3 separate regions of the Mus musculus genome follow, and all the other regions are linked to region 3. Evidence: chromatin contacts called from public Hi-C data. All regions are on one chromosome and are shown on one strand. The core of a region is the stretch at or near the end of the contact, and the rest is flanking DNA. Distances in the headings are between cores, read along the strand shown. Region 1 has its middle 140 kb from the start of Pcsk1. Region 2 has its middle 250 kb from the start of Pcsk1. Region 3 overlaps 1700037F03Rik (a long non-coding RNA gene).

The links. A called contact is a pair of places that touch in the nucleus more often than the background predicts.
Region 1: a contact with region 3 is called in a Hi-C map of liver, with 6 times the contacts expected there. The contact joins two enhancer-like sites. A contact is called at or near these places in 4 of 39 promoter capture datasets (the C10 cell line, cranial neural crest, frontonasal cranial neural crest and 1 more), 1 of 15 datasets of contacts at CTCF or cohesin (pro-B cells), 7 of 484 Hi-C or Micro-C datasets (bone marrow-derived macrophages, embryonic stem cells, liver and 1 more) and 3 of 115 datasets of contacts at active chromatin or transcription factors (kidney, large pre-B cells and liver).
Region 2: a contact with region 3 is called in a Hi-C map of liver, with 4 times the contacts expected there. The contact joins two enhancer-like sites. A contact is called at or near these places in 2 of 39 promoter capture datasets (the HPC-7 cell line and cranial neural crest) and 1 of 484 Hi-C or Micro-C datasets (liver).

What each region holds. Positions count from the first base shown.
Region 1 is chr13:75,225,499-75,229,177 of GRCm38.p6, reverse strand. No RefSeq gene overlaps it. Among named protein-coding and RNA genes, the nearest start is that of Pcsk1, 140 kb to the right of the region's middle. Within about 2 kb of position 1,392, at least 38 of the 459 cell types and tissues checked have an H3K27ac peak or open chromatin away from gene starts, as enhancers often do. A contact at or near this core is called in liver, where this site is marked.
Region 2 is chr13:75,341,077-75,345,320 of GRCm38.p6, reverse strand. No RefSeq gene overlaps it. Among named protein-coding and RNA genes, the nearest start is that of Pcsk1, 250 kb to the right of the region's middle. Within about 2 kb of position 1,715, at least 5 of the 459 cell types and tissues checked have an H3K27ac peak or open chromatin away from gene starts, as enhancers often do. A contact at or near this core is called in liver, where this site is marked.
Region 3 is chr13:75,651,786-75,655,961 of GRCm38.p6, reverse strand. It overlaps 1700037F03Rik (a long non-coding RNA gene), which reads left to right. Exons shown (of 3, transcript XR_873683.1): 3 at 2,251-2,309. Among named protein-coding and RNA genes, the nearest start is that of Mir682, 8.8 kb to the right of the region's middle. Within about 2 kb of position 2,796, at least 5 of the 459 cell types and tissues checked have an H3K27ac peak or open chromatin away from gene starts, as enhancers often do. A contact at or near this core is called in liver, where this site is marked.

The sequences.
Region 1 (3,679 bases), core at 143-2,642, 430 kb after region 3:
ATTATTTTGTGCTAAGCTAACCTCAGCTTTTCCTGCCAAGACCAGGCTCTACAGTTCAACCTCCCTCTTGAAACATCAGCATCCCTCTGCTAGGGATTACTTTTAGTGGATTCACTTGAATTCAGTAACAAGAAATCTACTTCTGACCTACTCCCCTTATTCTCTGGACCCTATGTCTTCTTTTTTATTTTTCATATAAGCTTCATAAAGGACTAACCTATATGGAGCAAGACTATATTCACTGTTGGCAGCCTCTGCAATCTGCTTCTCTTGTTAGGTACCTGCACACTAGCTGTTGTGGACTTTGTGTTGCAGCTCATTTCTGGGGCATTTGCCTCTGTTGGTTGAGTTTCACTGCTCCACAGAGAATTCTGCTCTTGGTTTGTCTTGTTTGTTTCTGTCTTTTTTCACTGTGGCCTCCTCTGCTTCCCACCACTTGTGCTGGGTGGTCCAGCTGTCTGTTTCTTTCCTCCCAGTACTGGCAATCTTCTTGGATGAGCTTATCCACACTCAACATTTTAATTACTAACTTTGTGCCAATGACACTGTCTTTAGTACCTTACCGTCCCTCCCCTGATCTTCAGGCTCAACAATTCCATCACCTCCTAGGTACTTTTTCTCTGGATATTCTCCAGATGTTTGGCTCCATTTCTCAAAACGCACCTTCCTCCATTTTCTTCAATTTCTATTTGTCACTTTTTTTTCCCCTGTTATAAAATGTTAGAATTTCTCCCTCCTCCACTTCAGAAAACTGATTATTAAATCCTAGGACATGTCCATCTTTTCTGTCTCTCAGACTGATTCCATTCTTATTCTCCATACACTGTTAGAGCTGAGCATTCTCTGGCCTTGACCACCTCAACAACTGCCTCGCTGGACAGGGTTTCTGTAATTGCTCTGCTCTGTGCCCCTGCTCAAGAGCTTCTGGACCAAAACCACCTGTCTAAATCCACTCAGAATCCTACAGGGGAAACCCACTCCTTGTCTAGCATGCTCTAGCCCACTCTGAAAACACCAGCACCACTCAGCATGCCTCACTGACTGCAGTAATAATGCTCGCGGTAGTTTTCTACCACCACTCTGTTCTTTTCTTTCCTTGCTTCCTCTTTTCTCCAGTACACATGCTTTGCTATGAAGACTTAAGTTGGTCTTATGAATTTCAAGTAACTATTATAGTCTTCATGCTTGGGTCTGTAAAAAAGACAGGCTTCAGTTGAATAGTCACTTTAGTTGTTTTAATCCTCAATGCAGTCAGAAGGAGGACTGGGAATACAGTATTCCTGTGCCCCCCTGTGATTAAAAACTTGCCAAGGTGTGTAGATTTTCATACCAATGCGGCTCCAAACCCAGAAGCACTCGCCTGTTCTGAAGCACACACTGCCCTCCAGTGGAACTCCTTGGAAGGACACACCTGATCTGCCATGACGAGTGTTTCCAGTTATTTTTCCCCATCAAGCATGCTTTGAACAATGTCAAATTTTAATTCAAAATGATTTTATTTGACTAAAGAATATTTTTCAAGTCAAATCTAGTAGTGAAGGCTTTTAATTCCAGCTATCTGGGATGTAAAGGTGTGAGGACCTCAAGTTCAAGGCCAGCCTGAGAAAAACAGTGAGACCCTGTCAATGACTAAGTAAACATAAGAATCAGGCCATAGCTCAGCGATATGCCCCAATTCTTGCCTGGCATTTGGAAAGCTGGAAAATTTAAACCTGATGCTTAACAAACCCTACAACTAAAACTAGGCTGAAGCAAAAATAAAACTTACTTTGGAGCGTTTAAGAATTTGTTCTGTGAAGAGAGCAAACACAGTCACCCTGACAAGCTACTTCATCCAGTGCAACCCTTACTTAACACCAGTATATCCTTTTTTTGGTTTTCAACCACGGAAAGGATGATGGTAAAGGCAACTATAATCTCTATATATCTATATATAATACTGGTTAATATTATGTAAAGCTGTATTTTATGTAATTTATGGTTTTGCTACAGAGTGACTTTAGAGAATTCTCTAATATGATAGAGCAAGAGTAAATTATTAGAAAACTATTAAATAATATTAAATTATATTCATAGACACACTGGTAGAAGATGCCACAAAGCCACACAGCAACTGGGCATCAAGGTGTCTGAATTTCTGTAGATGCTAGCTGGCTGCTCTGAAATGCATGTAGCCACATCTGCACTTGGGGCTCATAATGTGTGCTTGTGCAGAGTGTCACATTAACATCTTGCTTGGCATATGCCCTTTTAGATGAAAGACACTGCTAAGATTAAAGCTGACCTGCTGTATTGGGCAAAGGGCAGCCTGGATGCAGGGACACTCTTCTTCTGTCCACTGTCTGTGACTTTAGAAGTCCTCAGGGCAGGATCAGAGAATGGAGAACTAAGAACATACTTCAGATGTCTTAGAAACCAATAAAACTGTTGCTTGACCTCTTCTTTCTTAAGTTGCCAAAGCCATGGGGAAAGCTCTTTTCCTTCCTCCCTCTGTCCCTCTCTTATTCTCTCTTCTTCCAGCATTACCACCACCACCACCACTTCTTCCTATACCTCCTCCTTCTCCTTCTCCTTCTCCTTCTCCATCTTGTTATTCTTTTGTCTTAGCTTCATCTACTCAGAATCACTTGTTAGAAGAACTTGAGGTAACTTTTTTTAAAAGGGAAAAGGATGGACAGATTTTACTTAGAGTGTCTTGTTCATCCCTATTTTTTCAAGCCTGAAATTTACAAAATAGAAGTTGTTCAACTGCTGCTGCTTACATAAATCTCAGGAAAAGCCAAGTATCAGACAGAAAGGTTAAAAGAGAAAAAAGAAAAAGAAATGAAAATAAAATCTACTTTTGGTCTGCTTTCGTGTTTTAAACACATATTTCAGGCCTCAGGTTCCAACACGCCAGGTCACGACTGTACTCCGTTTTGCATGGTTCCTTGTTTTATAACCTAACATTATGTTTCATCCCTTCCTGTTTTGCTTGTGCTCTGCTTCATTTATTATCCCTTCTTTCTTCATTTGAAATCCTTGTTTACTATGTTAGAGTTCCGTGGGGCGTGGAACTTACAGTATCAGTAACTCCCAAAGCCCAGAGAATATATAAACATAATAAAATGCCTGGACTTTGACTCTGGAAGAGAAACATGTGATCAACTACAACTTCCCTAAAGATAACTGCTCTGAAGTTTAGTTCACAGAAATTTAATGTTCCATAATATAAATGGCTCACCTGTTGCTTTTGATGAGTTCTAGCCCACTCTTCCTGGATGTGGACTCCTGGGAAGAGGGTCTTTGAGATAGCAGATGGCTCAGCCCAGAGGTGAGGTCATTGAAAGAACATGGTAACACTTTGTACTTGGAAGACTGCCTGACTATTTGTGCCTCAGAGCCTTGGATTCTGGTCCTTGCTTAGACCTTTGCACCTTGGCAAGCCCAATTTATCTTTCAGTCTTGAACTGAGTGCCACTGTCGTGGTAGCAATTCTGAGTGTCCGTCTATGGATTGGCCTATGGGTACAGTAACTATGCACAACAGCACCATAACTTGCTCTAGCTTGGAAATAAAAATGTTTATGAGGGAAAAGATGGCAACAAACATCTCTCTTAATACTGAATAAAGTAAGGAGAGGCCAGGTGCCTGGCTTCAGTGGTTCTTAGCAATGATCTTAACTACTGTCAGGTACCGA
Region 2 (4,244 bases), core at 466-2,965, 310 kb after region 3:
AATATTACCTATCAGCTTTCAGCTGTCTGAGAGATCTATTGATACAGTGCTCATAGTTGAGAGACAAACACATAGAGCTCATCTCACCTCCCTTGTATGTGTCCCTTTACAGAACTGGGTACGCCAGAGGTCACTTTCAAGTGGCTATACAACTAGGTTTTGATGAATTTATATGGGAAGTCTGCTGGATCTCCTCGCTCTTAAGAAGGAAAAGTAGAGCTTGGTAGAATTACCAATCTATCTATCTATCTATCTATCTATCTATCTATCTATCTATCTATCTATTTTCTTCACTGATTTTTACATATTTGAATGGAAATATGAAGATTAGTTGATATCTTGAAACAATGAGGTAGCAAGACACAGGACTGAGAAGGGAAAACAGTAGGAAAAACGAGATTGGTTTATTCATGACTACAACATCCATGATATCAAATCTAGAACATCCTGCCTCTGGAGTTCCTCTTAATAATGAAGAAGTAGCTATTTTAAGTAATATAATGTTCAGCAAATTTTATATGTCATGCTTACAAAGTTAATTATAGCCCATGACTTCAAATTTACCCAGCATGTTCATTTAAGAACAAGTAGATAAAATTACATCAAAAGGAAATTCATTGCCATCTTCTGGCATCTTTAGACATTTGCACACATGAACATACTTTCACACATGCACATGTACATGTACATACACATTTACACAGAAATAAAAATAAACCAAGTCTCATATTTAGAAAAAATTAAGAATCAAATAATAATACCTCAAAATACATGAACTAAATCTTCAAAAACTATTTAGAAATTTAAGTTTTATTCTGGATTTACCAACTCCGTTTGCATAATGAAAGCTTCACTCGATTCCTTGTCTTTGCTTTGAAACAATCGTTTTATTGTACCATAAAATCTAGGGTTGAAAAGATATACAATTAGGCTTTAAAAAAAGATCTATCAAATCATTTATTTGTGAATTGAAGAAGTCCGTTCAGGACCTTTGGAAAATTCCACCAGACGCCTCCTCTCCTGGAAGAGAAAGTTCATGTAGCACTTAGGTACCCCTCCCCTCCAGAAGGGAAAGGGTAATTACCTTCCTCAGATAACAGGGGGTGGAGGGCACTGATCTTTGGCCACTTGTGTGTATGGGGGGGGGGGGGGTAAGGGCAGAGCGTGTACACACATTGTGGACTGACTGTTGGCCACCTACAGACAAGTGAAGTCCTTGCCACCTCATTCCCTAAACCAATCAGTTTAAAAGTCACACTGTTCTGCCAATCACGTTGTGCCTAATGGTTGCTGCTCTGAAAACTATAAAAACTTGCTGAATGGGCTGAGTGGGGTTGTTCTCTCTCTCTCCTTCCTGTGCAGGATGACCACAGCATGCTGGAACAATAAAATTTGTCTTGCTTTTGCATCCATCCCTGGCTGAGTTGTTTACTCAGGGGGTCTCTGGTAAGTTAAGGCTCCTCAGAGTTTTACAGAATGAGCTTCCAAAAATTCTATAAGGAACACAGCTGATGATTCCCATATACCATAGAGACAAGCGAATATGAACACAAGTCAAATAACATTTTCAGAATCACTTCTCGTTCGTTATTTAAGGGATGCTGCAAAAAGGCATTTTCCACATTTATCCTTCAATCTGTTTTACATCAGGACATCACGTGGCTATTGTGTGGCTGTCCCCAAGCTTGCTTGGTTTAGTGTTGCAATGCCATGGAGTAATGATTAATATTGACTGTGAGCTTGACAGAACCTAGAATCACTGAAGAGATAAGACTCGGCATATCTGTGAGGGGTTCTTTAGATCATATTAATTTAAGTGAGAAGACCTACCCCGAGTGTGAGTAGTATCCACAAGCTGAGGGCCTAGATGAAATAAAACAGAACTCTAGTGGGGCGTGAACAGTCTTCATTCTGTGTTCTGACTGCAGATGCAATGGTATCACCAGAACTATCAATGAACTGCACAGTGGAACTGTGAGCCAAATCAAGCCCTCAGGTTGTTTAGTCAAGGTGTTTTATCACAACCTGAGACACATAACTGCTGCTAATGGCTTAGCTTGGGAAGGAGATAGGATTTTCATGACAATGGCAGCAGTATAAACAAAGCAAAGCTTGAGGGAAGCAGGAGAGGTAAATGTCAGACAGTGTTCCCTTCCCTTCCTACATTGGTAAACACTGCAGTTCTGGTGGTGGACTGCTTTATAAAATGAGTAGGTTCTGTTGTTGCACAGGGTCTGAAATTTATTGAGTGAATAGTTTATTGCATTAAATTGTTCATAGTAAACATTTTATATGTGGTTATAGTGTTTTGAAAGGAGGGAAAAATAGGTCAGTACTCAGAGCCCCAGTTTTCACTCAGGAAAATTGAATTGGGAGACTTTTCTTATTCATAAAATGTGGAAGCTGAAAGGGAAAACAGGGTTTCAAATATCTGTGGTAATATTTAATAATTTTTTTCTTGTGAAGTTCCTTTGATTGGATTTCAATAGTCTTTTTAAAATCTCTGTTAAACCTTTGTTTTCAAATGTCCTATTAAATGATACTCCTTTTTAATCTCTTATGTGTTTATAAAAAGATTTTAAAAAAAGGGTACGTTCTATGGAGGTGTGATGAGGTATGGGGGAAGGGGGAACCTCAGTGGGCCCATGCTGAGGTATCCCTTCCCCCGAAGGGACCAGCCACATGACAGTGTACTATAGAATAGAGTTTATTAAGGGCATGGGCAGGGGAGTTAAGAGGTAGTAAAGGCAGAGAGAGAGAGAGAGAGAGAGAGAGAGAGAGAGAGAGAGAGGGAGGGAGAGGGAGAGGGAGAGGGAGAGGGAGAGGGAGAGGGAGAGGGAGAGGGAGAGGGAGAGGGAGAGGGAGAGGGAGAGGGAGAGGGAGAGGGAGAGGGAGAGGGAGAGGGAGAGGGAGAGGGAGAGGGAGAGGGAGAGGGAGAGGGAGAGGGAGAGGGAGAGGGAGAGGGAGAGGGAGAGGGAGAGGGAGAGGGAGAGGGAGAGGGAGAGGGAGAAACTCAGAATACCCAAGATACAATTTACAAATCCCGTGAAAGTCAAGAATAAGGAAGACCAAAGTGTGTATACTTAGTTCCTTCTTAGAATGAGGAACAAAACACCCATGGAAGGAGTTACAGAGACAAAGTTCAGAACAGAGCTTGAAGAAATGAGCATCCAGAGCCCGCCCCACTTGGGGTTCCAACCCATAAACAAGCACCAAATCCAGTCACTAGGCAGATGCCATCAAGAGCCTGCTGATAGGAGCCTGATATAGCTGTCTTCTGTGAGGCTCTGTAAGTGCCTGGCAAATACGGAAGTGGATGCTCACAGTCATCCATTGGATGGAGCACAAGGTCCCCAATGAAGGAGCCAGAGAAATACTCAGGGAGCTGAAGGGGACTGAAGCCCCATAGTAGGAACATCAATATGAACTAACGAGTACACTCAGAGCTCCTTGGAACTATACCCCCAATCAAAGAAAACACATGGTGGAACTTGTAGCTCTTGCTATATATGTAGCAGAGGATGGCCTAGTCAGTCATCAATGGGAGGAGAGACCCTTGGTCCTGTGAAGATTCTATGCCCCAGTATAGGGGTATGTATTGCAGGACCAGGAATGGGAGTGGGTAGGTGGGGAACAGGGGGAGGATGGAAGGGATAGGAGATTTCCAGAGAGAAATCTAGGAAAGGGGATAACATTTGAAATGTAAATAAAGAAAGTATCTAATTAAAAAAAAAAAGAAAGCAAAAAACCCAATCAAAATGGGGTATATAATAATTTTATATGTACTATAAAATTATATAGATGTGTGTTTTATTTATAAATGTATCTATATTTTTAACAACTGAAAATTGTCATATTCATATTCTTTTATTTTGTAATAAAAATTACATTTTGAAAATATTTTGACCAATTAACATATGTATGTTTTACATATGAATACATTGTTATATAATTAAGTCATTGAAACAATAATACCTGGCACAAAATAAATATAAACTTAATACTATTGTATATTTAATTAAACATTTTTGGCTGTTTTTATTTTGCATGACACATAACAACCAATATATAATGCCAAAGAAAATGAATGAATGTGTCATCTTTACCACAACACTGAAAAAGATTTAAAACTGTAGAAGATGTAAAAAGAGATACTTCATTAAGCTCAATATAATGTTTCAAGCTCAGTTAAATTTCTCTCTTTGACAAACAGATATTATATGTAAACTAACAAAAGTCACGGG
Region 3 (4,176 bases), core at 1,547-4,046:
AAAAAAAGCCAGAAATATACATTGTTGAAGAAATCTTAGTCAAATGGTGCTGGTCTAACTGGATGTCTGCATGTAGAAGAATGCAAATAGATCTATACTTATCATTTTGCCCAAACCTAACTCCAAATGGATCAAAGACCTCAACATAAAACCAGGTACACTGAACCTGATAGAAGAGAACGTACTGAGTAGCCTTGAATGCATTGGCATAGGAAAAGACTTTTTGAACAGAACACTATTAACACAGGCCCTAAGATCAACAATAAATTGACCTCATGAAACTGAAAAGCTTCTGCATTCCAAAAGGCACCATCATTATGACAAAGCAGCAGCCTACAGAATGGGAATAGATATTTACCAACTACATTTCTTATAGAGGGCTAATATTCAAAGTGCATAAAGAACTTGAAAAACTAGACATCAAGAAAACCCAATATAAAAAATGGAGTATAGCTCTAAACATAATTCTCAAAAGAGGAAACTCAACATGGCTGAGAAACAAGAAGATATGTTTCACATCCTTATCCATCAGGAATATGCAAATAAAAACCACTTTGAAATTCTCACATTGCATTCATCAGGCTGACCAAGATCAATAAAACAAGTGACAGCTCAACTGTGACAATTTGGACTAAGAGGGACACTTACTTGTCCGTTGCTAGCACATTTGTATAGCCACGATGGAAATCAATGTAGCAGTTTCTCATGCAGATGAGAATCTATTTACCTCAAGATCCAATTATAGCACTCTTGGGCATATACCCAAAGGATGCTTTATCCTACCACAGAAATGCTCAACCATGTTCACTGTTGTTCTATTCATGATAGCCAGAAACTGGAAACATCCTAGATGCCCCTAAGTGAAATAAGTGAATAAAGAAAATGTGCCACATTTACACAGTGGGTACTTAGCCATTAAAAAAAAAAAAAGTCATGAAATTTACAGGTAAATTGATCAAACTAGAAAAAAAAAGTCATCCTGAGTGTGGTAATCCAGACCTAGAAAGACAAATTGGTATCTATCTATTGATATGTGGGTATTAGCTGTTAAGTTATTGATAAGACAGCTAAAATCCATAGAACCATAGAAGTTAAGTATAGAGTAAGGGACTTGGTTGGGGGAAGGGGTGATCTCCCTAGGATAGGGTAAATAGAATAGATAGTTATGGATTAGTAGGGTAAGGGACTGGAATACAGTAAGAAACAACTAAAATTAAGGGCCCTTGAGGGCTTGGAACCCGTGCTTGATATTGCTTGTTTGACCAAGAAGCTGATACTAGGTAGGTGAAGGTCCTAGGGTAAAGTTAAATACTGCTGTTCTAAAAAATTTAAAAAGTAGTAATATGATGACTCCTAATGACATCTGCTATTCTCAAAGATCAGTGCCTTTGCTCAGCCATCATCAGAGAAACTCCCTCCTGCAGCCAATGAGAACAAATAGAGACACACAGCCAGTCATTATGAAGAGAATGGAAGGCCTTGGAACACAGTCCTAAAGAGGATGCTTCCATCAAATCCCTCCCCTCAGGGCTTGGAAAACACTGCAGAAGAAGGCACAGAAAGAGTATAAGAGCAAGAAGGGATGGAGGACACCAAGAGAACAGGCACTCTAAAGCAACATAACCAAAGCTCCTATGATTTCACCCAGACCGAGGAAGCATGTGCAGGGACTGTATAGGTAGGCTCGCAGCAGGTCCTTTTTGTAGGTATTATGTCTTCCAGTTTAGTGTTCTTATGAGACTCCTGAGTGTGTGAATGAGTAGGTCTTTGATTCTTGTGCCTTCTCTTGAAATCTTTTCCTTCTAGGTCTTTTTTAGTCAGTTTGTTTGTTTGTTTGTTTGTTTGTGTCCAATATGGTAGTTTAAAAAAATTTTAAAGTCCTATTTTTGTTTTATTATTATCCCTTAGAAGCATGCTTGCTTTCTGGAAACAGAAGGAAGGGAAGATGAGGAGGTACTATGAGGAGTAAAGGGAGGGGAAACGAATTTTTATGTGAATATTTTATGTGGGTAAAGAAATTTATTTCCAATTTAAGGAAATAAATCACAAAAATATAAAAATATAAGTACATAACAGCCAGTGTTTAGCACCACTGGCTATGAAGACGTCAGACCTTGAACTAGACTGATGTATTTGAGCATCTAGAAATTACCACTTGCCAGTTATATCCATGGACAGGTCACTCAATTTTCTTAGGTTTTGATTTTCTTAGCCGTCGATTATGGTCATAATTGTATCTTTTTCCTCAAGGTATGGCAGTATCAGGGCTTCCAGTGAGTAGTGATTGAGCTGTTATTCTTCCTCTAGCCACTTGCCACATGTAAGTGTTTAAATTATATTAGATATAGTAAAAATTGTTTCTCAAGTTTCACTTTACCTATTTTAAGTGTTTATTAGTCATTAATGTGGTGGCTAGAGGCTAGCAAAGTACACACTAGAGTGAAATCCAACAAATGTTTTTCTATCATAGAATGTTTCATGCCCTGGGAAACACTAGTCGCTTAGGTGTATACTTCAGTAAGATCCATGCATTCTCACAGAAAATTCATTTCAAACCCTGTTTGGGAAAATCTAGCACTTCTCAGCTTCTGCAAATAAACAGCGTATCTCTGGCTTGGGCAGAATTGTGAGGGAAATCCAGGAGTAAGGCTTAGTGTGTATACCTTTGTTTCTTGTCCCTTTAGATCCATAAATGAGCTTACCTGCAAGTAAACAGGCACAGGGTACAGCCAATCAATTGAGTACACTGATCTGGCTCCCCTTCCTGCCCCATTTCTGAGGTCACACTTACTGTTTTTGCTGTTTAGTAAGTTTGTTAAGGTAGAACATTAACTCCTCTGCCCTGTTTTTACTACCATTGGGACACTACTGTGAGGCTGCTGCTGTTCTTTCTCTCGTTGTGTGTGTGTGTGTGTGTGTGTGTGTGTGTGTGTGTGTGTTTGTGTGTGTGCCTGTGTGTGCATACCTGTTTGAGTGTATGTGCTTGTATATGTTTGTGTGTCTATGTGTGTGTCTATGTGTGTGATGGGAAGTGCAAGAGGATAAGACAAATATTAGAACACCCTGGCACTGATAGGAAAGTAAATATTAATGGGACGAGGAAGTCAGCACATTTTAAGACTTTATGTGTAATACTTATTCAAGGTATTTGATAGGTCTTCTAAAAAGCCTTTACTACCATTTTGGTCTTCCCATAGTTTATAAAAGCACAACGTTTGAAGCTCAAGCCATACACTAATATTGCTTTGATAAAGGACCTGGAATGGTTTTCTTAATCTTTCTAAGCCTCACTTTCTCCGTTTGAAAAAGTAGGATCAGTATTGGTCTCTATATCTCACAGGATTAATTAAAAAGTTTGTGTGTGTGTGTGTGTGTGCCCTTATAGTTCAGCCTACTACTGGGGAAATGCCATATGAATTTTAAAAAATTAAGATAAAGAAGTTTGGGGTGGTAGTGCAATTGGCACTTGGGAGGTGGAGGCAGAAGAATTAGGAGTTGAACTTGACTTGTGACTTCATAGTATTGGAGGCACATCTGTCACAAACAAACGGACAGACAAAAAAAAAAAAAAACCAACAACAACAACAACAACAAAAACAGATAAAAAAAAGGTCATTTTTTTACTGTCCGTTGACAATGTGATACTTTAACTAAATATTATGCATAATATGTGCACCTTTCTAAGAGGAGTTTAAAGTGTATTTTAAAATCCAATGTTCTTATCCTTTTGCCTATCTTTTAGAATAAATAGTTACTGTGTTCCATAAACACTCTACTGTGCTACTTACGGTACCTGTTTAGTTAAGCACAGGCCTAGCAGCTGGGGATATGTCAAAGTCTGAAGAGCAAGGGGAGTGCTGCTTAGAGTAACTGTGTGTGAAAAATCGCTCAGAGAATTATTAAGCAGTGTCAAAAAGAAGCCTGTTAGAGATTCTTTAAGTAATGAGGCCATAACCTGCCTCTCAAATTTATTTTGTATCCTAGAAGGATGCTTTTTATTTTTTTCCAGCAAAGCTACATTATTGGTTTTTAATACTAAAATGTGGCATATCTTTGGGATTTTAAATTATTTACATATTTCACACTATTTTGTAATGCTCTGAGACTGTGCAGTACTAATGCACTGAAAATCAGCTGCCAGGGAGTTGTCGTTGTTATCACTTATTTTGAGTCAGA